7 separate regions of the Mus musculus genome follow, and all the other regions are linked to region 1. The links are chromatin contacts, called in public ChIA-PET, HiChIP or PLAC-seq and promoter capture Hi-C maps. All regions are on one chromosome and are shown on one strand. The core of a region is the stretch at or near the end of the contact, and the rest is flanking DNA. Distances in the headings are between cores, read along the strand shown. Region 1 holds the start of Pde7a (phosphodiesterase 7A). Region 2 holds the start of Cpa3 (carboxypeptidase A3, mast cell). Region 3 holds the start of Gyg (glycogenin). Region 4 overlaps Gyg (glycogenin). Region 5 overlaps Hltf (helicase-like transcription factor). Region 6 holds the start of Hps3 (HPS3, biogenesis of lysosomal organelles complex 2 subunit 1). Region 7 overlaps Hps3 (HPS3, biogenesis of lysosomal organelles complex 2 subunit 1).

Evidence for each region. Promoter capture Hi-C pulls out the DNA fragments that hold promoters and counts their contacts. ChIA-PET counts read pairs in DNA pulled down with a chosen protein or histone mark. HiChIP or PLAC-seq counts read pairs in DNA pulled down with a chosen protein or histone mark.
Region 2: a promoter capture Hi-C map of the HPC-7 cell line shows a contact between it and region 1. The contact joins the promoter of Cpa3 here to the promoter of Pde7a in region 1. A contact is called at or near these places in 2 of 39 promoter capture datasets (the HPC-7 cell line, HPC-7-derived erythroid cells and hippocampal neurons).
Region 3: a contact with region 1 is called in a promoter capture Hi-C map of second pharyngeal arch cranial neural crest. The contact joins the promoter of Gyg here to the promoter of Pde7a in region 1. A contact is called at or near these places in 14 of 39 promoter capture datasets (the 3T3-L1 cell line, 3T3-L1-derived adipocytes, the C10 cell line and 11 more), 1 of 484 Hi-C or Micro-C datasets (olfactory sensory neurons), 11 of 115 datasets of contacts at active chromatin or transcription factors (the 230-238 cell line, bone marrow-derived macrophages, cardiomyocytes and 7 more) and 1 of 9 other capture datasets (adipose tissue).
Region 4: an H3K4me3 HiChIP or PLAC-seq map of stem cell-derived neural progenitor cells shows a contact between it and region 1, with 2.6 times the contacts expected there. The contact joins the enhancer-like site here to the promoter of Pde7a in region 1. A contact is called at or near these places in 5 of 39 promoter capture datasets (the 3T3-L1 cell line, the C10 cell line, the HPC-7 cell line and 3 more) and 2 of 115 datasets of contacts at active chromatin or transcription factors (embryonic stem cells and stem cell-derived neural progenitor cells).
Region 5: a contact with region 1 is called in an RNA polymerase II ChIA-PET map of memory CD8 T cells, with 16 read pairs. The contact joins the enhancer-like site here to the promoter of Pde7a in region 1. A contact is called at or near these places in 7 of 39 promoter capture datasets (the 3T3-L1 cell line, the C10 cell line, embryonic stem cells and 3 more) and 1 of 115 datasets of contacts at active chromatin or transcription factors (memory CD8 T cells).
Region 6: a promoter capture Hi-C map of hematopoietic stem and progenitor cells shows a contact between it and region 1. The contact joins the promoter of Hps3 here to the promoter of Pde7a in region 1. A contact is called at or near these places in 18 of 39 promoter capture datasets (the 3T3-L1 cell line, the C10 cell line, the HPC-7 cell line and 13 more), 8 of 484 Hi-C or Micro-C datasets (the C10 cell line, CD4 T cells, LSK cells and 5 more), 11 of 115 datasets of contacts at active chromatin or transcription factors (the 230-238 cell line, acute myeloid leukemia, astrocytes and 8 more) and 3 of 9 other capture datasets (adipose tissue, bone marrow-derived macrophages and liver).
Region 7: a contact with region 1 is called in a promoter capture Hi-C map of liver, with 3 times the contacts expected there. The contact joins the enhancer-like site here to the promoter of Pde7a in region 1. A contact is called at or near these places in 2 of 39 promoter capture datasets (hippocampal neurons and liver) and 3 of 115 datasets of contacts at active chromatin or transcription factors (acute myeloid leukemia, bone marrow-derived macrophages and microglia).

Annotation. Positions count from the first base shown.
Region 1 is chr3:19,309,754-19,312,910 of GRCm38.p6, forward strand. Pde7a (phosphodiesterase 7A) reads right to left here and starts at 1,569. Exons shown (of 13, transcript NM_001122759.2): 1 at 1,111-1,569. The coding sequence starts at 1,248.
Region 2 is chr3:20,240,538-20,243,694 of GRCm38.p6, forward strand. It overlaps Cpa3 (carboxypeptidase A3, mast cell), which reads right to left and starts at 1,644. Exons shown (of 11, transcript NM_007753.2): 1 at 1,567-1,644; 2 at 1,378-1,453. The coding sequence starts at 1,634.
Region 3 is chr3:20,153,586-20,156,742 of GRCm38.p6, forward strand. It overlaps Gyg (glycogenin), which reads right to left and starts at 1,531. Exons shown (of 7, transcript NM_013755.4): 1 at 1,413-1,531. The coding sequence starts at 1,419.
Region 4 is chr3:20,128,923-20,132,079 of GRCm38.p6, forward strand. All of the region lies in intron 5 of Gyg (glycogenin), which reads right to left. Among named protein-coding and RNA genes, the nearest start is that of Gyg, 25 kb to the right of the region's middle. Within about 2 kb of position 1,654, at least 43 of the 459 cell types and tissues checked have an H3K27ac peak or open chromatin away from gene starts, as enhancers often do.
Region 5 is chr3:20,103,213-20,106,369 of GRCm38.p6, forward strand. Hltf (helicase-like transcription factor) reads left to right here. Exons shown (of 25, transcript NM_009210.3): 19 at 2,429-2,553; 20 at 3,138-3,157. Among named protein-coding and RNA genes, the nearest start is that of Hltf, 47 kb to the left of the region's middle. Within about 2 kb of position 1,374, at least 55 of the 459 cell types and tissues checked have an H3K27ac peak or open chromatin away from gene starts, as enhancers often do. A contact at or near this core is called in memory CD8 T cells, where this site is marked.
Region 6 is chr3:20,033,736-20,036,892 of GRCm38.p6, forward strand. It overlaps Hps3 (HPS3, biogenesis of lysosomal organelles complex 2 subunit 1), which reads right to left and starts at 1,575. Exons shown (of 17, transcript NM_080634.4): 1 at 1,314-1,575. The coding sequence starts at 1,530.
Region 7 is chr3:19,994,940-19,998,096 of GRCm38.p6, forward strand. Hps3 (HPS3, biogenesis of lysosomal organelles complex 2 subunit 1) reads right to left here. Exons shown (of 17, transcript NM_080634.4): 17 at 1,006-2,090. The coding sequence ends at 1,963. It also overlaps a transcript of Cp not described here. Among named protein-coding and RNA genes, the nearest start is that of Hps3, 39 kb to the right of the region's middle. Within about 2 kb of position 1,647, at least 1 of the 459 cell types and tissues checked has an H3K27ac peak or open chromatin away from gene starts, as enhancers often do. A contact at or near this core is called in liver, where this site is marked.

The DNA.
Region 1 (3,157 bases), core at 319-2,818:
ATAAGCAAAATCTCTAAAAGATGCTGTCCATTCTAACTGTCTTTAAAATTTCCTTTCTTATAATACAATATAATTGAAGGGAGAAACAGTGTGCTATAAAGGGTAAAGAAATACTAAGCAATAGAAAAAAATAAGAATACTTTATTTTACGAAATGAATACGGGACCTAGGGCAATGGCTCAGGCCTGGTACTTGGAAGTCTGAAGCAGGAAGATCATGAGTTAAAGGCAAGACTGAACAATTTAGAAAGGCCCTGCCATAAACAAGCACACAAATAAACGAATGAATGGATGGATGGATGGATGGATGAATGGCTGAGGCTCACTGATTGGAGTCTAGACCAGCAAATGTAAGCACACTCCTCCAGTACCCGTCCCAAAAGTAATCTCATAAACACAGAACTTCTGGCAGCAGGCAATGAGGGCACCAGGTTCATATGTAAACAAAGTAAAATTCTTCCTCTTTATTCTAAATCTGGCAACCAAATTTAACCCAACTAAAGAGCTGAGCCAAGGACGTCACAGAAAAAAATTTTTTTTTTTTTAATGTTCAACAGCAACTGGTGTTGGGCCATCGGAAACAAAGTCCTTTGTGAATGCTCATCAGTGGTTTCTGAACTAAAGCCGCCTTTATCAAGCGAGAAAACTGATTGGAAACCATCAACTTTGCACACTAGTTCCTGACACCTAGGCCCCTTCCCTACAAAGCAGCAGTTCGCAGTTCGGGTGAGGACCACAATGGGACCACTAGGCCTATTGTTCTGAGAAACTCAGCACCCGCAGCGCTGCAAGGCTCGAGAACCTGCACAGGTGTGGGGGAGGGCTAGGGGGTGGGGGGCGAAAAGGTGAGCTCAGGGTCATGACTAAGGGGACAAGAGGCCCAACTGGTAGGAGACACAGAGAAAGGAGGGGAGGATAAAGTCATGGCTTGGGGCTACCAGCGGGCGTGACGGGTTAGCCGCGGCGAGGGTCGCAGAGGCCAGGGGCACCGAGCACAGCCGAGGGTGAAAGACTCCGGGAAGGGGAGGCCAGCCTACCGAGGCGGGAACAATGGCCCGAGTCCCTCCAGAAGACAAAAGCACCGAGCTGCGGGCCCCGGGGCGGCGGTTACCTGCGAGAGCTGCCGGGGATGCGGGCAGCCGAAGAGCGCGGAGCTGGAGCTGAAGCTGATGGCTCCTCGGCGGCTGAGGACGTGCTGGGGGACCGGCCTGTCCAGGGGCAGCACCGGCAGCTGGTAGCATACTTCCATTGAACACGTCCGCCTTGGATCCGCGCGGCGCCCGCCAGTCCGCGGTCGCCCGCCCCTGCGCTACGAGGGGGCCGCGCCGCGGGGACCCGGGGCCGAGGCGCGCGCGGGGCGGGCGGCGCTAGTGGCCGCCGACGCCTCCCGGCCCTCCGCGCGGCTGGCGGCGGGAAGGGCTGCAGCGGGCTCGGGAAGCCGGGCGGGCGGCGTTAAAGGGGAACCCGCCGCCCAGGCGCTCCGCGGCGCGAGAGCTGGCCCGGGCCGCGAGCACGGGCGCGGAGCGTAGAGCAGTTCGGCCGCCGGAGCCCTGCCCCCTCCCCTCCCCCGAGCCTCACTCCGCTCCGCCGCCGGCGCGAGCCCGGCGTAATTCACACTTTGCAGCAGCGGACCCTGCGCCAACCACGGCCGCCGCCACCGTGACGTCACGACGCCGCGCCGCATGCCCCGCGCCCCGCGCCGCCGCCGCGCCCAGGAGCCCGCCGGCTGTCCGGACAGGGCTGCTCGCGTCCGCTGCGCTAGGCGCCGCGCCGCGCCGCGCCGCGCCCCGCGCCCCCCCGGCCCCTCCCGCCTCCCCGCAGCTCCCTCCCCGCAACCCGCGGCGCGTGCGCAGGAGAGTTACGTGGGGCATCCTCGGGCGCACCGACCCGGAGTTTGTTCGGCCTACCGGATCGGCGCTGTTTCGTCCGACAGATCCAAAATGCCCAGAGCACCGGGCGCCCTCTCCGTGCTCCGCCCGTCGGGGCACCGCGCGCGTCCCCTGTGGAATTCCCGTACTAGGGCGTCGCGGGAGGCCGCTGCGGCGGTGACGCCAGCAGATCTCGGGGGCTCAGTGCTCCCGCTATGTCACCGTCCGTGCCCTACCTAGGCAAGGTTCCAGTGGCTTCCCTTGGCAAGTGAGGCCCCAGACTTTCGGGGCCTGCAGAGCAGAAAAAGACCAAAAACTCCCGAGCGAGAAGGAGGGTCTTTGGATGGAGAAAAGTGAAATTCTGCAACCAAGAAAATGAGAAATGACGATATTGGGAAGACAAAGATGACAAAGAGACCAAAAGTTCCCCTAGCCAACCATCGCCCTTCTTTGTTAGTGTTTGCTGGCTAGGATGTAAGAGAGCTTTTCACCTGTTTTGGTAAGGTGAGGATATAATTTGCTTGTTCTTTTAAGTTTCTGCCCCAAACTGCCAAAGCTTTTCTGCAGGAGCCGACTGTTTCTGATGCTTTGAGCATCAGATACTTTTAGCATGAACGAGCTCCACACCCCCACCCCCACCCCCGCCCCCTGGCAAAATAGATTTGGATCATTTCTCAGGGCATCTAGTCTCCCAGTTATTTAAGATTGGCAAGGTGGCAGGTCTTAGAAGAAGTACAGTGCTGAGCCTGGGCTTAATGATGCTATAAATTGAGTACCGAGTGTACATGATCAGATAAACGGACAAAGGTGGAAGGTGTATTCTTTTATTATTTAAACCTCGTGCCCCTGTGTATTTTCTACATGCCAGGTCTTCATCATGTTTTACGATCCGTTCTGTGTCATGGAATTTGCCTTCACTAGATGAAGAAGCACTAATGAGATTCTTTTAGTGCAGCAACTGATCTCACTGCTTTTGAAATCCTAATTAGTCCCTGTAGTAGATGTGTTAAGCATCTCACTTGGGATTACACCGAGCACTGTGGGCCACTTAGTCTTCAGAAAGTCGTTTATCAGCTGACTAAATTGGAAGTAGATTCCTAGAAACAAACTTGCCCTACACCTAGGACAGATAAATCTCAAGAACTAACCTCAAGTGATATGTACGGACATGGTGGTACAAACCTGTAATCGCTGCCTTTGGAAAGCTAGGGCAACACGATGAAGAGTTGAGAGTTAAAGATAAGCTCAAGTATCATAGTGAGTTCAAAACCAGGCAGACTACATAGTGAG
Region 2 (3,157 bases), core at 394-2,893, 930 kb after region 1:
AGCACTGAGGTTAAAACAGTTTGAGAAGGTTCAAGCTCTTGAGTTTCTTTAAAATCACAGCTAATTTTGAAACCCAGTGAAGTACAAATACACAGTCTGAGATATGTGAAGATGATGTCCAGTCTTCACTATGGCACTCTACCTGGGAGATGTGAGGGAGCTGCTGGGTCTCCGCCATTACACCAAGATAGAGGTATGTTCCAAGTCACTGTGGCTATCTCTTAGTTACATCACACTTCAGGTTTGGGGCAGCCCACCATGGGACAACAAGAGGTTTTTTTTCAACCAACCAACACATCTGTTTACTTTGAAACATCATAGAATAAGGTGAACATATCAGGGGCTAGTTTATAGGCTAAATATCACAATAACAACATCTTCATTATAGCAAAAAATGTGGAGGAAGAGTTTCATGCTCAAAGTACTGTTGTGAACATTTATTAAGTGGCAAGCACATAGGTGTGCCACAGCAGTGTCCCATAGGGAAGTAATAAGAGGAGGTTTTGTGTGCCAGACAAAGCTGCATATAAGCATTTCCATCATGTGAGCTAACAGCAGAAGAAGGAGCAGAATCTCCTAACAGAAAGAACACGGCAATTTCTGCAATTGCTCCAGTCTGAGGCAGAGCATAGCTGCACAGAGGCAAGGATAGTGTGAGTGTGAAGGATACTCAGGAACTAGAATAGGGAGAACTTCTGACTGGTTTGACTGAAGAGAAGCGTGACTGGAATGAAGGACAGGCTTGGTTCTGGGTTTAAATCTGATGAGTGATGTTGGCAGTTTCAGTTACCACCTTTTTATGTCAGGTTCTGTTTCAAGGATGTTACATTGTAAATCTGATGGTAAATATGAAATAAGAGCAAGGTGACTGGGCCAAGCTGACTTGTGTGATAGGAGTGGCTTAACCCATGATAGAAAATGTTCTCTTTTTTGTTAGATTTTAAGAAACTGCTTATATTTAAGAATCTCTTTTGAAGGAATCCTCACTGTTGGAAAGCTATCACCAGCCAGTACTTTACTCTCATCAGATTGTACTTGAACAGAAGTCACCAGAAGAAATTGGAGTGGATGTTGTGGGTGGGGGGACTCAGAGTACAGACAGGAAAGGGGGTAATGGAAAAGGTGCCAAGGATTCCCCTTGTTTTACAGAGTACTTAGGAGCTATTGCTTGTAAAGCAGGAAGGAAAAGAAGTGAACCATGGAAACAAAACTAGGTGTGGTGCTGGCTCCTGGCTGAGTTATCCCAATCGTTTCCGTCATTCCTCTTCCTCCCTCGTTTGTCAACCTTTCATAACCAGTGGGCACTGAAGATAAAATGGAAGGAATATCTCTTAGAGAATTGAAAAGAAAGAGATAAGACCCCTCTGAATGGTTTACCTCAATGCTTTGGGTCAAGTTCTTCAAGACACTGGCGTGCTTTTCATTCTGGAGTTTCACACGGAATACCTTCTCCCTTCAAGTAGATAAAAGACAGAAACCAAAGAAACAAAATTTCAGTGAATTTTGAAGCCATATTCCTTACCTCCTTTTTCACCCAGAGACTGGACTATAGATAGAGAAATTTACCTGTCAAAGTGGACAGGAGCAATTGCAAGTGTAGTGTAGATGACAGCCATAAGCAAGAAGAACCTCATGTTTTTTCTTGGCTTGATCTGACCCCTATACGGGTTTTATACCTCAGCTTTTATCTCGACGAACAGCTGATTTCCTTTGTGGTTCCTGGGGATGAACAGTCCTTCCACCTCATATTTTTTCAGTTGAGAGGGGGCAGGGTTGTGAATATCCAGGCCTCTCTCTACTTTCTTATATTTTTGGTTGTGAGCCTAGCCTCTAATGGCTGAGCCACCTCTCCAGCCCTCTACTTTCTTATTAATAGGAGATATAAATGTCTCTAAAAAAGATTGGGAAAAATCCCTTCAGCAAGTAGTGTGTTCAAGGTGATAGGATGAGTCTATTCACAGAGATAAGACAGTAACGTACCTCTGTTCTAAAATACTAGCCTCCCAGGAAGCTTCAATTAAATAGGTTGAAGCATACTCATAGGTTTTAAATACAAAACAATTAATATACTTAATTTTTGTGAGTATGTGTTTGGAGTGGAGTTTGTTCATGCTATGATATATGTGTGGAGATCAGAGGACAACTTAAATAGAGAACACATTCCATCCTTCTATCATTTGAGTTTTGGGGGATTGGACTCAAATCATGGGTCTTGGTGGCAGGTGTCTTTACCCACTGACCCACTGCACTGATCTCTATCCTACATTTTAAAAGTTACATTTATAACCTCAAATGAATTTGAGTAACTGCCACAGAACTTTGGTGTATAGTCTTTTATTTATTTATTTTTTAACTTTTTATTTTTGGGTTTTCTAGACAGAGTTTCTCTATATATCCCTGGCTGTCCTGGAACTCACTCTGTCGACCAGGCTGGTCTCGAACTCAGATTTCGAAATCCAAGTGCTGGAATTAAAGGCATGTGTCACCACTGCCTGGCTTTGGTATATAGTCTTACGTAATGAAACTTTATCCTCCTCCTCCCCCTCTTTCTTCTTGTTGTTCTTGTTCTTGTTCTTGTTCTTGTTCTTGTTCTTGTTCTTGTTCTTGTTCTTCTTGTTCTTCTTGTTCTTCTTGTTCTTCTTGTTCTTCTTGTTCTTCTTGTTCTTGTTCTTCTTCTTCTTGTTCTTCTTGTTCTTGTTCTTCTTGTTCTTCTTGTTCTTCTTGTTCTTCTTGTTCTTCTTGTTCTTGTTCTTCTTCTTGTTCTTGTTCTTGTTCTTCTTCTTGTTCTTCTTCTTCTTCTTCTTGTTCTTCTTCTTCTTCTTCTTCTTCTTCTTCTTCTTCTTCTTCTTCTTCTTCTTCTTCTTCTTCTTCTTCTCCTTCTCCTTCTCCTTCTCCTTCTCCTTCTCCTTCTCCTTCTCCTTCTCCTTCTCCTCCTCCTCCTCCTCCTCCTCCTCCTCCTCCTCCTCCTCCTCCTCCTCTTCCTCCTTCTCCTTCTCCTCCTCCTTTTCCTTCTCCTCTTCCTCTTCCTCCTCCTCCTCCTCTCTCTCTTTCTTTCTTTGGAAGGTTGGGTGGACAAGCTATTGCTATGTTTGAGTTGGCCTCAACTTCTTACCTCAGCCTTATTGCTTCTGAGACTGTAAGTCTATGCCAGGAAGTA
Region 3 (3,157 bases), core at 281-2,780, 840 kb after region 1:
GTAATTAAAGGTGTAACCCATGGCCAGCTGCCTTTACTTTTCTGGGAAAATGAGCAATATACCACCTTCCCCATTCTCCCCTCCTCCCCTAACAAGAGACATGGACATACATGCCAATTTTCCCAAACCCCCATCCAGAACAGAAGTCAAACATGAATTCTTTCTCCCACTGAAGAGTCCTCATTATATCAGCCTGTAAGATTTTTCAGGCTTTTTGTAAGATTACTCTGGGGACCACCTCTGACGGGGACTTTAACATTAGCAGTTGCTGGGGCTCCAAAGCGCATAGGGATCCTAAGGTTCAAGCTCCACAGCAGTCATTTGGGGTGACTGATGTCCAAGAAGAGAGTTAGGAGATTTTGTCAGTGTTACTCTCAGGTTTCCTCATTTCCCCTTGCTTATTTTCCGGTGTGGATGCTAGAAGCAGTGGGAATTCCACTGAGCAGGGACAGTGTGGTGGGTGGGTTGTCTGGTTATCCAGCGCATTCCCCAGAAGGAAACCTGAAAGCCATTTTAACTCATACTACCGGGCCATCTTTCAGAACAACCCACTACACTACCAAGATGAAGAAAGTTGTGAATTCCCTACCTCCAGTCAATTATACTCTGTAATGACATTTGCCACATCCATCAACCTCGGCTGATACTCGCCTGTGTTATTCTTAGAACATTTCTGAGACAGTAACATTTCAAAACCATTTTGCCCCAAAAGTACTTAAAAATGAGCACAATGTGTTAAATCCAAAGAGACTTCAGGAGGTGGCGGAGAAACGTAGAGGTGGTGTAATAAACGGGTATGTAAAAACTACAGGAAGCTACGCTATGCTTTCTCAGGTTAAATTAACAAAAGGAGGGGCCAGATGTTATAAACACAAGCTAAAACACCAGACTTAGCCTACAAATGGACAGTAAGACAATTGACAGCTGGGTGGTTTAACCTTCAGATGGCCGTTCAGTTGCTGTCATAACCCAGGCTACAGCTTCAAGCTTTCAGAAGGGCCAGTTACCTCTAGTGCCCAGTCCTGGGGTTTATTCGCCTAGGGCCTGACACTTTGCAACAAGTGGCACTGAGGCCCGCCCGGGGCGCTAGCCGGCTCCCATGTAGCAGCACCCGGCTGCTGAGGCCTAAAAATAGGATCAGTGCAGCGGCCAGAGCAGGGCCGCAACCCGGTGTTTCCGTAGGGCGCCTGCTGCTCCCCATGGCAGGAGCACCTCCGGGCTCCGTGCGACCCCGGTGCGTCCGGCGCCCGCCCCACCCCGCCTGGCCTTCCCCGGATGCGGGAGACGGAAGCCACCGCTCTGCAGCGCGGCTCGGTTAGCAGCCGGAGCCGCTCTCCACGGTTCGCGAGCTACCCGGAGCTTCCCGGGCTTAGGGGCGGCGACGTCGCGGGACCCGGTTACGCGGGGCGTACCTGTCATAGTGTGGCCGGGTGGGTCGGAGGAGCCGGGCGCCGGTAGGTGACCGCGGCCAGCAGGGAGGGCGGGAGTCCGCAGCCCGCCGCTCTTATAGCGGCCGTCACGTGGCCGCGCAGGCTCAAGCCCAGGCCGCATCCTCCCCGGTGCGCACTGCGGGCGGGGCGACCCTGGGGACCCGCAGGCTGCTGTGCCCAGGGGACACCTGTTGGGGACTGCGCCGCGGGCGTTCCTTCCAGGGCCTGGGAAAGAAAGGGGGCAGAGCTGTGTGGCCTGTGGCAGGAAAAGGAAGGGTAATAAACTTTCAATTAACAGAGACCTCTCGAAAGCCACGCCAGTTACAGTATTCATTTAAACTTTTTAAACTGAAGAGAACGGTTTTGCCAAATATTTAGAATCTTACCACTGGTTTTAATCAGGTAGTTAAGACCCTTTTACCAAGTCAAGGGCATAGGAATCCCATAATGCCATATACTTGTAGGTAGGAGAAACTCAGGCTCAGAAAGTTAAGTTACTTTGCTATGATAATAAGCCTTAAGAGGAGAGGTTTGTTTCAGATCAACACACTCCCATAGAAAGCCCCAGTGCCTTTAGCATACTGGTTCTGGATAAAGGGTAGTAAGTTCCCGTAATTCTGCTTAGGTAATTCAGTTGTTTCGGTTCATCTATTTCACAAATCTTGAAGGCCAATTTGTCATTTCAGGGGGGAAGTTGAGAAATACTTTTCTAATGTAGCCTGCACCTTGCAAACACAATTCTCCCTCCCACCCACTCGGCCCAAGCACAGCAATGGTGGATCGGCGCTCTGTAAATCTTTTCTCAATAATGAACGGTGACAATATCAACTCAAAGCAGGAAACAGATACTGAAGAATAGGGAAAGACAGCACTGCAATCCTCAATATAGTCCTCAACTTACAGTCGTTGCTGAACTTCCAATTTCCAACTTCATATTAGTTCAAAAGCATTATCCATCATCAGAAACCACTTTGAATTTTGATATTTCATTGGTTAGTGATATGCAATATGGTATTCTTCCATGATGCCGAACACCTGCCCCAGTCCCCAGGCAGCAGTGAGAGCATTAAGGTAAACACATAAATGCTACTCTTTTGCTAGGCTATGGCACTGGGTACTAGATGTGGCAGAAGATTCTATATATTCACAGAGGGTCTATAAAGATACAGTCCCACACCCATCATCCTAGGCCATATCTACACCATTGCTCCTTGGCCTGTGGGCTTAGACCTCCTCCACTAGACTCAACCAGTACAAGTTAAAAAGTCAATTTTTGTTCTTTAGTCCAGGTCTCCTAGAGGCATCATTTGAAAACTACACTCTATTTTTAACTGATATTGTATTAACTTTATACATTTTTGCAGTATTGTCAGTTGGGCTTACAATGTGTAGTGATCAGGTCGGAGGAGCCAGCATAGAATAAGATGTTTTTCTTTTCTTTTTTAATCTGCAATGTTAGGGCTCAAACACAGAGTCTTGTACACATCAGGCTTGTGCTGTCCTCCTGCCCTGAGAAACTAAGGTGATTATTTTCATTGTTGTTTGGTACAAGGTTTAGTTGTGAAGGCAAAGCTGCCCTCCTATTTCTGGCCTAAAATGAGTCTCCTCCCTGAGTTTTCTGAGTGAGAATACAGGGATACACATAGAATCGGAATCTTTTTCTTTCTTTCTTTTTTTTTTTTTTCCAAGACAGGGTTTCTCTGTGTAGCCCTGGCTGTCCTGGACCT
Region 4 (3,157 bases), core at 404-2,903, 820 kb after region 1:
CTTCAGTCTGCACACTGGGGCTTCAAGCTGCATGGAGGAGGAGGACAAAACGAGCCAACCCATCTGCACAGCTCATCTTCAGATCCTCCCCACAACCTCCCTGGATTTATGCTGGGGCCCAGGGTCCTCCTCTTGAATGTCCACAGCAATGGCATTTGGAGATACCCACAGGCCTACATTTCACTGTGGTCCAGGCCTTGGGATCTACATTCATGAATGCCAGTTTCCAATACTCATTAGCTAGATCACTATTACCTTTTGTAATAAAGAAATGATCCTCTTCCTATGAAATATCTTTACTTATTCTATCCTAATAGAGAGAGAGAGGAAAAAAAACCTAAATCGAGTGGTTAGTTTTTTTATAGACAAAGCAGTCCTAAATTACTTAATAAGCTTTGTTTAAGGTAGATGCTGTTTGTCACGTGTGGTGTCCCTCAACCTAAGTTTGCTACTGCTATGTTTCATAATGAAAATTTGACATGTGACTACTGTGAAAGGGTTGTTCAACTCCCCAAGGAGTTGACCCACAGGTTGAGAACCAGTGTATAAGATGTCTGAGATGTGGGTGGAATTGCTCTTTTTGACCTAAGGTAAAGAATTTCTTAGATAAAGATTAGCAGGATCATAGAAATTATTACATGGCACAATGACCAGATTTCTGTAACAAAACATAGGATTTGTGTAGCTTTCTAAAACGCTGATTGGAGCAGACTACGTAAGAGAAGACAAGCAGCAGATCCTGAAGACTGGGAGGAAGCAGGGAAGAGAGAAGAATGATGCAAGGCTGGCTGTGCAGGAACCAGGCAGCAGTCGCTGGTGGTTTTGGCTGAGGCTACGGCACTCGTTTCTGGGCAGCAAGGACTGAGGACTTCTCCAAACTTTAGTAGTTAAACTGCCACATATACAATGGTTATAGAAATGGATAGTGGTAGAGAGCAAGAGAAAGAAAACATGCAAGAGCTGGCACCTGCACTGGTCACTAAACAGGTGGTTGGTCTGGGCCAGCCCAAGAGCTCCTGGGTGACTGAGGCAAAGGGAGTGATAAGGCAGTGCTAAATGGGAAACAGACTGCACTCAGGAATAGCAATGAAGACTAACTTGCCAGTTTTATGTAAAGTAGTTACAGCAGAGAACAATCTCTGAAATCGTGTAGAGCTATTGCAGTATGAGAAGTACTATCTGGGTCCCACACTGGTCACAAAAGTTAAGGAGTGCCTTCGCTTCTATCACAGTATACTAGCTGCTTAGCAGAACAGCCAAGGAGGCTAAAGGATTTAGCCAATAGTCTTATATACAAAAACGATGAGCAGAAGGTCTCAAACACTTGGCTAGTTTTTGTGTCCAAGGTTTCAATTTATCTGATTTCAAGTTTCAGACTTTTTACATCTACATTATGGGCATGAGGGAATGACTTAAAGAATATTTTTCCAGCCATGCCATGCAGTGCTGGTGGGGAGATACACCCAGAGAGACCTGCCCTCTACTGCATGGCACAGGTAGGCTGTAGACACACAGAGGCCTGTATGCCACCATTGCAGTGCAGCAAAATTCAGCCCAGCAGGAGGAAGACATCCAGAGACCCACTCACTGCCATGTCACATGGGCAGGCTTAGACACTTAGAGTCCTGCTTGCTGCTATGCCACGCAGCGGAGCAGATGAGGTCACCCAGAGGCCGGCCAGACATGTGGCAAGCCTGGAGTGGAAGCCACTACAGTGTGTAAGTATGTGGTGGACAGACAGAGAGAAAGAGAAGCAGAACACTGAGCATTATGAATAGAGACAGAACTGGAGATGAGAGGGTGGGGAGGACTAGGCAGCCCTGCTACCTGAGACCATGGGGGAAGTTCCAGACCACGTTGGCACTGAGGGCCATGCCTGGGTCTGTGGCCATGCTACAGCAAGTTGGTGTTGATGCCTGTGGCTTATATTACCACTAGAGACCATGGGGAAATCCCTGGTCTGGACAGCCTCCTGGGACCATGTCGATATCCAAAGGCTATGCAGAACTGATGTCACCCCTCACTGCTATAGCACTCTGGAGAGCTGGCTCCACCTCCTGTCAACAGCAGTAGCATTTAGGGGAGCAGGCTGAGGTTGTGAGTGTGGGAGATCTGGCCTTGCCACTGTCTGCCATCAGGCAGAATGGGCACAGGGGTGATGCCCATCCCTCACCACCTGCAGTAGTTGGGTGAGCTGGCCCTGAGTATGTGAGAGTGGGAGATCTGGTCCAGCCCCTCACTGGCTGTAGCACTTGGGAGAGTGAGCCCAGTGCATGGACTGGGCAGCACAGCGGGGCTGGCTTTGGAGGTGTGGGTACATGCAAGCTGGCCCGAGGGCACGAGAGCAGGAGAGCTGACCCTGCCTCCTGCCACAGCATTGGGTAGCCTAGCTGAACAGGGCTGGAGAGCTTGCCCTGGTGCCCTGGTGGTGTGGATGCAGGACAGCTGTCAGGCTGACCAGCTCAGCTATTAGCCAGGCCCAGAAGCAGGGTTTTGAGTTGGCCCACCCCCAAATCTACATTATCTATGAACTGTTTGAGTTCATGAAAGGGCCAGTTCTGCTGACCCAAAACGGCAAGATCTCTATGAGCGACAACAGGATAACTGGGAGGAGTCTCAGAGAGGATCCACCATTAATGATGTTACAGAAGCCAGAGATCTTGAGCCATACCAATGACTCATTGCAATGAACATTTGCAAGTGAAGATGTGTGGACAGAGGGATAAACTGTGTGTGATGGTTTACATATGCTCAGCCCAGGGAACAGCACTATTAAGAGGTGTGGCCTTGTTGGAGTATGTGTGTCACTGTAAGGATGGGCTTAAATGCCCTCAACCTAGCTGCCTGGAAGCCAGTAATCTCTTAGCAACCTTCAGATGAAGATGTAGAACTCTCAGCTCCTCCTGCACTATGCCTGCCTGAATGCTGCAATATTCCAACCTTAATGATAATGGACTGAACCTCTGAACCTGTAAGCAAGCCCCAATTAAATGTTGTCCTTTATAAGACTTGCCTTGGTCATGGTGTCTGTTCACAACAGCAAAACCCTAACAAAGACACTGAGACACACCATGACACACTACAGCTTCTATGACAAGTTTTTTTTTTTATGCTTTTTTTTTTTTTTTCTTTTTTGTGGTTTTGTTTTTTAGTTTGT
Region 5 (3,157 bases), core at 124-2,623, 790 kb after region 1:
GTGGGCGTAAAGGAAGAACAGTTTCTAACGTGGGATCAAAAGCTCTGCATTAGACCTGTCATGTGAACATACGGGATTGACTTTACCCGCTGGAGAGGCAGGTATGGAGTTCAGTGCTCCCAGTTTGACTCTTAAGTTTCTGTTATTTGTGAGTGATGAGCCTGAGTAAAGTCACCTAAGAGAGTGATTAAGTTAAAAGTAGGTCTATCCGAAAAGGTACTAGCGTGGCTGGTAAAACAGTGGGAAGCCTCTTGCCAGCATGCCATGTGGTGGGTCCCACAAGCAGTTTCCTAAACCAACAAGCTGAATGCCAGTCAGATGTAGCCATGCCCGGGAGGGAATGCAGAGTGCTGAGGAAGCTGTCTGTTTGAATTGTGTTCTCAGGGATGTTATTGTTAAAGTAACCTCTTTCATAGGTAGTAGACTTATTAATACTTTATAAGCATTGATTGAGTATAATTGATCTAAGTATTTAAATGTGCACATTAATGGTGTCTTATTAAGTAAGTACAATGAACACTTTTTTTTTTTTTTAATTATTTTTTGGATTAGGAGGCTAAGGCACAGGAGACAGAGTTGTTATTTGAATTTTAGCAGGTTGGTTTCAGAACGTGGAAGTTTATCGTGTGTATTATGTTGCCTACTTTTTTACTTTCTTCACTATCCAAAACACTGCCACTGTCACTACTAGTATATATAAGGTTTATAAAGTAATCCAGGTCGTGTTGTAATTGCTTTGTACACACTAACTTCATGAGTAGTCCTCCCAGATGTGGTGTGTAACTGTTATAGCTGAGGACACAGGCAGGATTAGGCTGCTGGCCAAGTCTGCATAGCTAAATTGACAGAATGTACCAGTCTGACTTTAAAATTTCTGCTTTTCACCAGGAGACTTGATTGCATCATCAACTTGACGTTTCAGATTGGATATGTAATTTTTGGATTAATTATTCTTCTCTTCCACACTGAGTATTTCTTTGAAAAAAAAATAATAGTCAGTTTTGCCTTTCTATAGCCAATTCTTGTCTTCAGACTTAAAGAGAAAGCTTTTATTTTGGCTTTCTGCTCCAGAGGTGTCAACCCATGGTAGTGGAAACTACAGAGTGGAACGGAGCAATATCATGATAAACAAGAGGCGGACAAGAGAGCACCGGAAACAAGTGCTCAAGTCAGGGCAAGATCCGTCTATTCCCCAAAGGCTTAGAGTTTCTAGAACCTCAGGCGTCAGTCAGTGCTGTAGCTGGAGACCTGGAGTTCAGCGCATGAAGCATTGGAGAGTGTTTCATAAGTAAAAAATAGCAAGGAGCCTGATGTGCACATCCACGCCCCCACGGAAGTACAGCAGTTTGATCAGGGCCTTCCTGTTGACTTTCTGGAAGATATAGATAGCACCATTTAAATCTTTCAATTCTATGTATCTGCATCCTCCCCCTCCCCCTGACACCCACACCCTTTAAAAAGAAAATGTACTGTTTTTGTCCTATTTTTCTTGTCTTTTGTTGTTGTTGTTCTATTTTCTTTCTGTGTTTTTAAATGTCTTCCCACTGCTCTTTATTGGTATTGATTTATTTATCATCCTTTATAACTATTTTTTGTTTTCTTAGTCCTATGTCCTTTCATATGGTTTTGTCAGTGGTTTTAGTGTGTGGTGGTCTGAATGAAAATGGTCCTCATAGGCTCATAGGAAGTGGCACTGTGGGGAGGTTTGGCCTTATTGGAATTGGTGTGACATTGTTGGAGGAAGTGTGTCAGGGGGGTTGGGCTTTGAGGTTTCAGAGGTGTGTCCAGTGTGGCACTCTCTTACTGTTTTCCGGTCCGGATGTAGAACTCTGAGCTACCTGGAGGTGCTCACAGTCATAAATTTTATGCTTTCTGTGGTAACTTTCTGGTGAGTTTAATTTCACTGCCTTCTTTGCTCTTTGCTGGTTATTCAATGTTTGACTATTTTGAGTTCTTTTTGGACGAGCTGTTTGTCCAGAGTCATGTATAGGTCCAGGCCATCAAGAAATACTTAATTTTCTTATTATTCATGGGAGTCAGTATAATGTAAATTCTTCTAGGTTTTATTGGTTTTTATATAACAGAGATCAGAAACATAATTACTTACAAAATTGATTATTATACAATAACACTCCCCCTACTGTGTGTGTGTTTTGTGAATATGTGTGTATGTGTGTGTGTGTGTATAAATTGGATTGAAAATTGAAGTCATCATGCATACACCCTATTTCTGTTTTTACAGAAGAGATATGAATTTTCCTTTCAGTATGTATGTACCACTTACTTTGAAGGGCCAGCTGAGGTCTGTAGGTCATGCATATTGACATTTTCCTAGGTGACTTTTTTTCTTGGTTTCATTAAAGATGAGCTTGCTTTTGTTTTTGTTCTTGTTTAGAGATGTTCATAATGTCTGACATTTTATCCCTAGGTATTTTACTGAAGGGACTGTCCTTGCACACTATGCAGATGTCTTGGGTCTTCTGCTTAGATTGCGGCAGATTTGTTGCCATACCCATCTTCTTACAAACGGAATGTCTTCAAGTGGCCCCTCCAGTAAGGAAATGGGATTAGTTCATACCATTGTGTTTGCTAAATATTTCAGTTAGAAGACAGGTTTTTATGCAACTTGAATTTGATCTATTACTTTGATATACCTTTGCTGTAAGATTTTTTTAAAATTATATTTTTATTCTGTGTGTTTGTATATGAATATCATGGGTGCATGGATACATGTGTGGGAGATCAGAGCATAACTTGCAAGAGTCAGTTCTTTCTGTACCATGTTAATTCATGTTGTCAAGTGTGGTGGCAGATGTCCTTAGCTGAGCCATCTTGCTGGCTCCAAGAATTTTTTATGAATGAAATGGAAGTATGATACCAATGTAGAAGAATATTCAAACTGGTTTTTTCTTGTATGCTGCTAGTGTGGCAGATGTTATTTTATGAGGTGCTTAAGTGAGATGGCTATTGTACCTTCATAGGTTTCCTTAGAATTCCAAATTTATGGCATGATTTCTGCAAATACCAGAATAAAGATGAAAGACAATTAAGCAAAATTTTCTTATATAAGATAAATTGTTCTAGTCACATTACCAAGTTTGTTCTGAAACTAATTCTGAAGTGTCTTTTTTTCCTAGGAAGTGACACGCCTGAAGAG
Region 6 (3,157 bases), core at 325-2,824, 720 kb after region 1:
TGAGGAGTAGTATCACACGTGTATGTAGATTGAAGAGCCATAGCTCCTTTTGCCAGAGGTAAGGGAAATGACTCCTCTGACAGACAGGAACTGCCTCCACAAGTTCCTGAGGAAGGAAGGCTGGCTTTTAACTAAACACCAGAACTCCTCCTATAGCCATGGAGGAGCTCACGTCTGGATCTTTGGACTGCCCTTTGGAGTTTGGGACTTGGGGTTTCCTTTGGACCTGACAGAAAAAGAAAATGCTTTCTGCCTGGGAAAAAGGCCTCCAAAACATTCACAGTAAATATAAATGCACAGATAGTCCTGGTTGTTGACAAGGTGGATTTGCTATGGCAGAGGACACTAGGCACTGAGAGAACACAGACCAGAACATTTACTCAGAAGAAAAAAAGGCATCAAAGGAGACATCAGACAGGTTTTCTGAACTTAGGCATTGCCAGGGGTCAGCCTATTAATGTTTAGTCATGCATGGGTTAATAGAAGTTACACTCAGAAGTTGAAGTTCAACTGTGGACTGAATGCTACCTTTGAGTTATATGGCCCGTGATACTTATGCCATCCCACATGATTCCTGAAGCTCTTTAAGGCAGCCAACATGGTAATAAAAGCATCTTTGTTCTTCAAGGTTTCAAGAACGAGGTTATCATGGTTTAGTGCTAGCCTCCTCCAGTCGGTGTGGCTCAAGTCATTAGTATCCAACCAGGGCCAAGCATTTGATACAACCCAATGTAATAAATCAACCACAAGTGATAGTGACTTAAGAGGTAAAAGGGCTGGCTCCGATTTGAGATAACTTTTGAGGTCGAGCCTCCTGTGAACTTCAGGATATCATTCTCCCTCCTCTTTCTCTTGAACCAGGTTTGTTTTCTTACATTAATCTTTTAAGGGTCTGGCATAAGTGGAACCGAGCCACACGTCTTTATTTCAAGCTGTGGACGGGATCAGTCAGCATTGCATCTCCACGTGGGGTGTCTGCTTTGTTTTGCTTCGAGACATGATTACTTGTAGCCTAGGCTAGAATGGAACTCACCAAACTGCAGAGGACCTTAAACTTCAGATCCTCCGGTCTCTACCTCCAAAGTGCTAGAATGACTAGTTGAAGCAATCTGAGTAAGGAGGATCAGACCAAGGCTTCAAGCAAACTAGGCAAGCACCGGACCGTGGCACGACACCGGATCTGCGGTCGCTAAAACAACTACACAAAATGACTTTAGCACTTAGTGCCCGACCCACACTGACTGTCAGCAGCCAGCCTAGAAGAGCACCAATCCCTTCCCTACCCAGAGCCCCGCCCCAAAGCCGCTCCTCACCGGCTTCGCTGTAGGCCATGCGCAGCACCCTGCCTAGCGTGGAGAAGGCGCAGCGCTGCCGGCACAGCTCTTCGCCCTGAACAGCGAACGCCTCCACCTTGCAGCCGGCAGCCACGAACAGCGCGTCGCTCCCGCCGCAGCAGACCTGCTCCGGCTCCCACTGGCAGGGGACTACCTGCTGCGACCCAAACGGGTGCAGGTTGTACAGACGCACCATCCCGGCGCCCGGACCGCTGGGCGGCTTCCGCAAGCTTAGAGAGCTGCTCCGGATCACGTGAGCGCTGCGACCACACCCCGGGCACCGCTCCTTAAAGAGGCCGCGCGCTAAGTGAAGTGCTACCCTAAGTGGATGCAGAGACCTCGGTTCCTCTTTGGAGATGTTAACTTTGCTGCTTCTGGACAGATTAGTATGTGAAACCTTCAGCGTGTTTAACACTCGATCATCTGCCCGTCTGTGCCTTGGTCGACTTGCCTTAGACTTTGAACTTTTTTTTTTTTTTTTCCATTTTTTATTAGGTATTTAGCTCATTTACATTTCCAATGCTATACCAAAAGTCCCCCTTACCCACCCACCCCCACTCCCCTACCCACCCACTCCCCCCCTTTGGCCCTGGCGTTCCCCTGTACCGGGGCACACAAAGTCTGCTTCTAAAGGATGAAACTGCAAAACCTGATGTTAAACTCCCAACGTAGGGTTAAACACACCACAAATACTGTGGATCCTACAATGGTTTTATTGAAAAGGGCAAATCCTCGAAGATGCTTAGCAAAAAATAAAAATAAAAAAATAATGCATTGGATGAGAAGATCTATGAAAACATTTTGCAGGCATTTGGCAAAAGTTTCCTCTAAGCCTTAGATAATAGGGGAGGAGAGAGATCCCCGGATGGTCAATATACAGTTCCTAAGTATTTCCTATATTGAAGAAACTTGCCGTCGGAATTTTTCTATTTTGGGAGATTTAATAAACCAGATCTATAATGTTTTTTTAACAATTCTAGAAAATATATGTGTTTGCATGCACATATGTACGTATTGGTTGACTGGAGGATGCTCTTCTTTTTACACTGAAAAGAGCAAACTTCAATTCTCATGCTGATGGTTACCTTGAGTCCTTTGCTCTGAGAATTTATAATGTGGGAGCAATTGGACTGAAGTTGAACTGCTGCCATTTCGAATACCTTCCAGATGACGAGGAATCATGTACTTCATCCTCTACTAGGAACACTCTGGGAGACGGGTTCATTAAACTCAGTGAGCAAAGAATACATGGAATAGTCCAGAGATCTGGGCTACAGAAATCAGGAAAACAAGCAGATTGCTACTCATGTGACATCCATAAACATCCCCTTTCCCTCTTATGAGTATCTGATTTAAGTGTCTGTCTCTTTTGATTAATTTTTCCTCTTCAGGATATTAATTGAATGTAATTTGACTTTTGTGAGATTCATTAAGTCCTAGAATGGCACTACCTTCTCTAGAGATAGCTTCTTCTCCCTTGATATAGTCCCTGTACCTGGCTGACCTAAGAAATTTTGGGAAGAGATTTTTATCTTTATTAACTGTTTTTCTCACTTCTGTGACCATCAGCTTATGAGAAAGCTAGGCTGATTCCATGACAGACTTCAAATTGGCAGCTAAGGAGAATAGGCCTAAATCTCTGTCTCTAAGAACTGGACAATTCCAGGCAAGTCCAGGCCTTAGAAGCCGCCCTGCCACCTGGCCTGAGGCAAGGACACTGGGTCAGCAGCACTTTCCAGACTTCTTCAGCAACAGTTTTCAGACCTCCCCAGCAAGTTTCCAGCCCCCACACCCCAGTAATGGAATGTCTATAGAGATGGACC
Region 7 (3,157 bases), core at 397-2,896, 690 kb after region 1:
TGGGCCTCATATCAGCTGGTGTATGCTGTCTGTTTGGTGGTCCAGTGTTTTAGAGATCTCAGGGTTCCAGATTAATTGAGACTGCTGGTCCTCCTACAGGATCGCCTTCTCCTCAGCTTCTTTCAGCCTTCCCCAACTCAACATCAGGGGTCAGCTGCTTCTGTCCATTGGGTGGGTGCAAATATCTGCATCTGACTCTTTCGGCTGCTTGTTGGGTCTTTTGGAGGGCAGTCATGATAGACCCCTTTTTGTGAACACTCCATAGTGTCAGGCCTTGGGACCTCCCCTTGAGCTGGATCCTACTTTGGGCCTGTCACTGGGCATTCTTTCCTCAGGCTCCTCTCCATTTCCACCCCTGTAATTCTTTCAGACAGGAACAATTACGGGTCAGAGATGTGACTGTGGGATGGCAACCCAATCCGTCACTTGATGTCCTGTCTTCCTGCTGGAGGTGGGCTCTATAAGTTCCTCTCCCTGCTGTCGGGCATTTCATCTAAGGTCCCTCCCTTTGATTCCTGAGAGTCTCTCACCTCCCCTTTCTCTGGTGCATTCTGGAGGGTCCCCCCAACCTCCTGTTTCCTGAGGTTGCCTGCTTTCCTTCTTCCTGCTGGCCCTCAGGGCTTCAGTCCTTTTCCCTCACATGCTTTTCATGTTTGTTAACCTGCAGAAAATTTTTTCTAGCGCTCTAAGCTTAAGATTTGCAAATATGATAGAGGGATAGAGGTAATCTATGCAAACCCCATCCAACCCAATGATGATAGCTACATTTCTCCCTGTGTGCAGATATAAAACATTCTTAGTAAGACCAACACTGGGGGATTTCTTTTCACAGGGTTGAGTCCAATTTTGCACATTACTTTTCTATATAATTGTATATTGAAATGTTTGTGAATAAAATAGGGCTTATAGAAAATTGGACATAGTACTAACAGAGGATCCAGCAATACCTCTTCTGGGCATATATCCAGATGATGTCCCAACCGGTATGAAGGACACATGCTCCACTATGTTCATAGCAGCTTTATTTATAATAGCCAGAAGCTGGAAAGAACCCAGATGCCCCTCAACAGAGGAATGGATACAGAATATGTGGTACATTTACACAATGGAGTACTACTCAGCTATTAAAAAGAATGAATTTATGAAAAATAAATAAATAAAATAAAAACCTTTAAAATAAACCAAATCAAGCAAACAAATAAACATAGGAAATTATTAGACAGATTTGAACATCATAAAAATTTTTTATTTTCTCATATACTATGGGTTGGGGTATATACATATAAAGAATAGAAACAAGACTTTGGCTGAAAATATGTGTAAACAAGTCATGTTAACAGCCAGACAAGAGTCCGTTTATCTGATTCTGAGAGAAAGATACCACGAGTTTCCAAAGCCGAGTATGCAGTCTTTCACTGGGGTGGCACATTACATCTTTCTTATACTTACAAAAAAATACAAACTAGTAACCCAGAAGATAAATCTGTAACAATTAAGGTATTGTTTGACGAGTAAGAAGGGCATTTGAGCAATTTGCGATGCATTTCCTTCCAATGACCCTAGGTGGACATGATTGTCATGCCTTCAGCACTGAGGCCAAGCTATTTCTCACAACAGAAGCCTGAGTCTGGTTTGGAAATTACATTTGTGGCCTTTTGCACCTATAAGGCTCGCACAGATTGAGGTCAGCACAAGGTTCATGGACTCACACAGAATAGAGTGAAAAAAATAAAAACCAAAAGGAAATACATGTGAAGTGACTTTATATTTTGAAGATTTTTACATTCTAGACAAGTAAATGGGATCAGGTTATTGATTAAGCTAACAGCTACAATTACAGGGTAAGGTAAGCACCCTTAAAGCAGCTACAATGCATATTAACACAAACCTTTGAGTTTATTTTATCTAAGGCAGAGCATTCAAAGTGCAGTCACTTATGCCACTACGCTGCCAAGGATACCATCAAGTTAGTGATTTCTTCCGGCTGCAGAAAAGGAGGTAGGGCAGGAAAAATGCTGCTGCCCCATCTTCTGGGAGAACATTCAAGAAATCCCTCAGGTCCAGTCCCACAGCAATAACCGACAAGGTTTCTGTTTGTGGAAAAGAAGAATTCATGAGAAACAACTAAAGTCCAATTTGGTTTTCCAATTTTTGTTCTTAATGATTCAAAGTTCCTTCGAGTAACAAAATGAATTATAAAAGTAAGAAAATAGAATTAGTTCATACTTAATTTATTCCTTCAAATGCCCTACAATATTTATTTTTTGTTTAGCCCCTGGAATTTGAGTTACTAAACCACTGGTAGATTGCGACATTACCTTTTAGTCAATTCTACCATTTACAAATAAAACATACTATCAGGCTGACTTAATTTTAGAACTGCAGTTAGTATATAAAGATCGTTTGCTAGGACAGGAATACCATTAATTACTAGAAGACATTTTCCTATAGGTTCCTCTCTATAAGGAGATTTTCATGTTACTAATAGTCATAAATGTTTTATGATGACCATATAGCCTTTCTTCTACATAGTAAAGTGCTCTAAAAACATTTTCAATATTAAGGAATTTAATGAGATTGGGGATACAACAGCAACAGAACTCTTGTAGGAATAATTTCCTGGATTCAATTCTCAGAACCAATGAAAGAACACAAGGCAGTGGCAGGGGTTGGAGGTGTTGCCAAACATTTTCAAGAAGATAATTATATAATTTTATGTTTCTATTATTTCTTAGTTAGTGCTGCCCTACCCTATTGACAATGCCTTCAGAGAGTTGGGTAGACAGTTTGATTCGTGTAGTGCTTCCTGAACAAGCTTCAAGACCTGCATCCAATCCCCTGTACCCATGTAAGAGAAAGTTAGGCACTGCAGCACACCTTAATACAAGATCTGGGAAGGCAAAGATAGGTGGATCCCTACAGCTCCCTGTCCAGCCAGCTTAGCCTGGTTAGTTAGCCACAGGTTCTATGCGACTAGCCCCAGTGAGACCCCATCTCAAACAAAGAAAAAGGAAAAGGAAAAGGAAAAGGAAAAGGAAAAGGAAAAGGAAAAGGAAAAGGGGAAGGGAAAGGGAAAGGGAAAGGGAAAGGGAAAGGGAAAAAGGGAAAAAGGGAAAAAGGAAAAAAAGGGAAAAAGGGAAAAAGGGAGAAGAAGAAG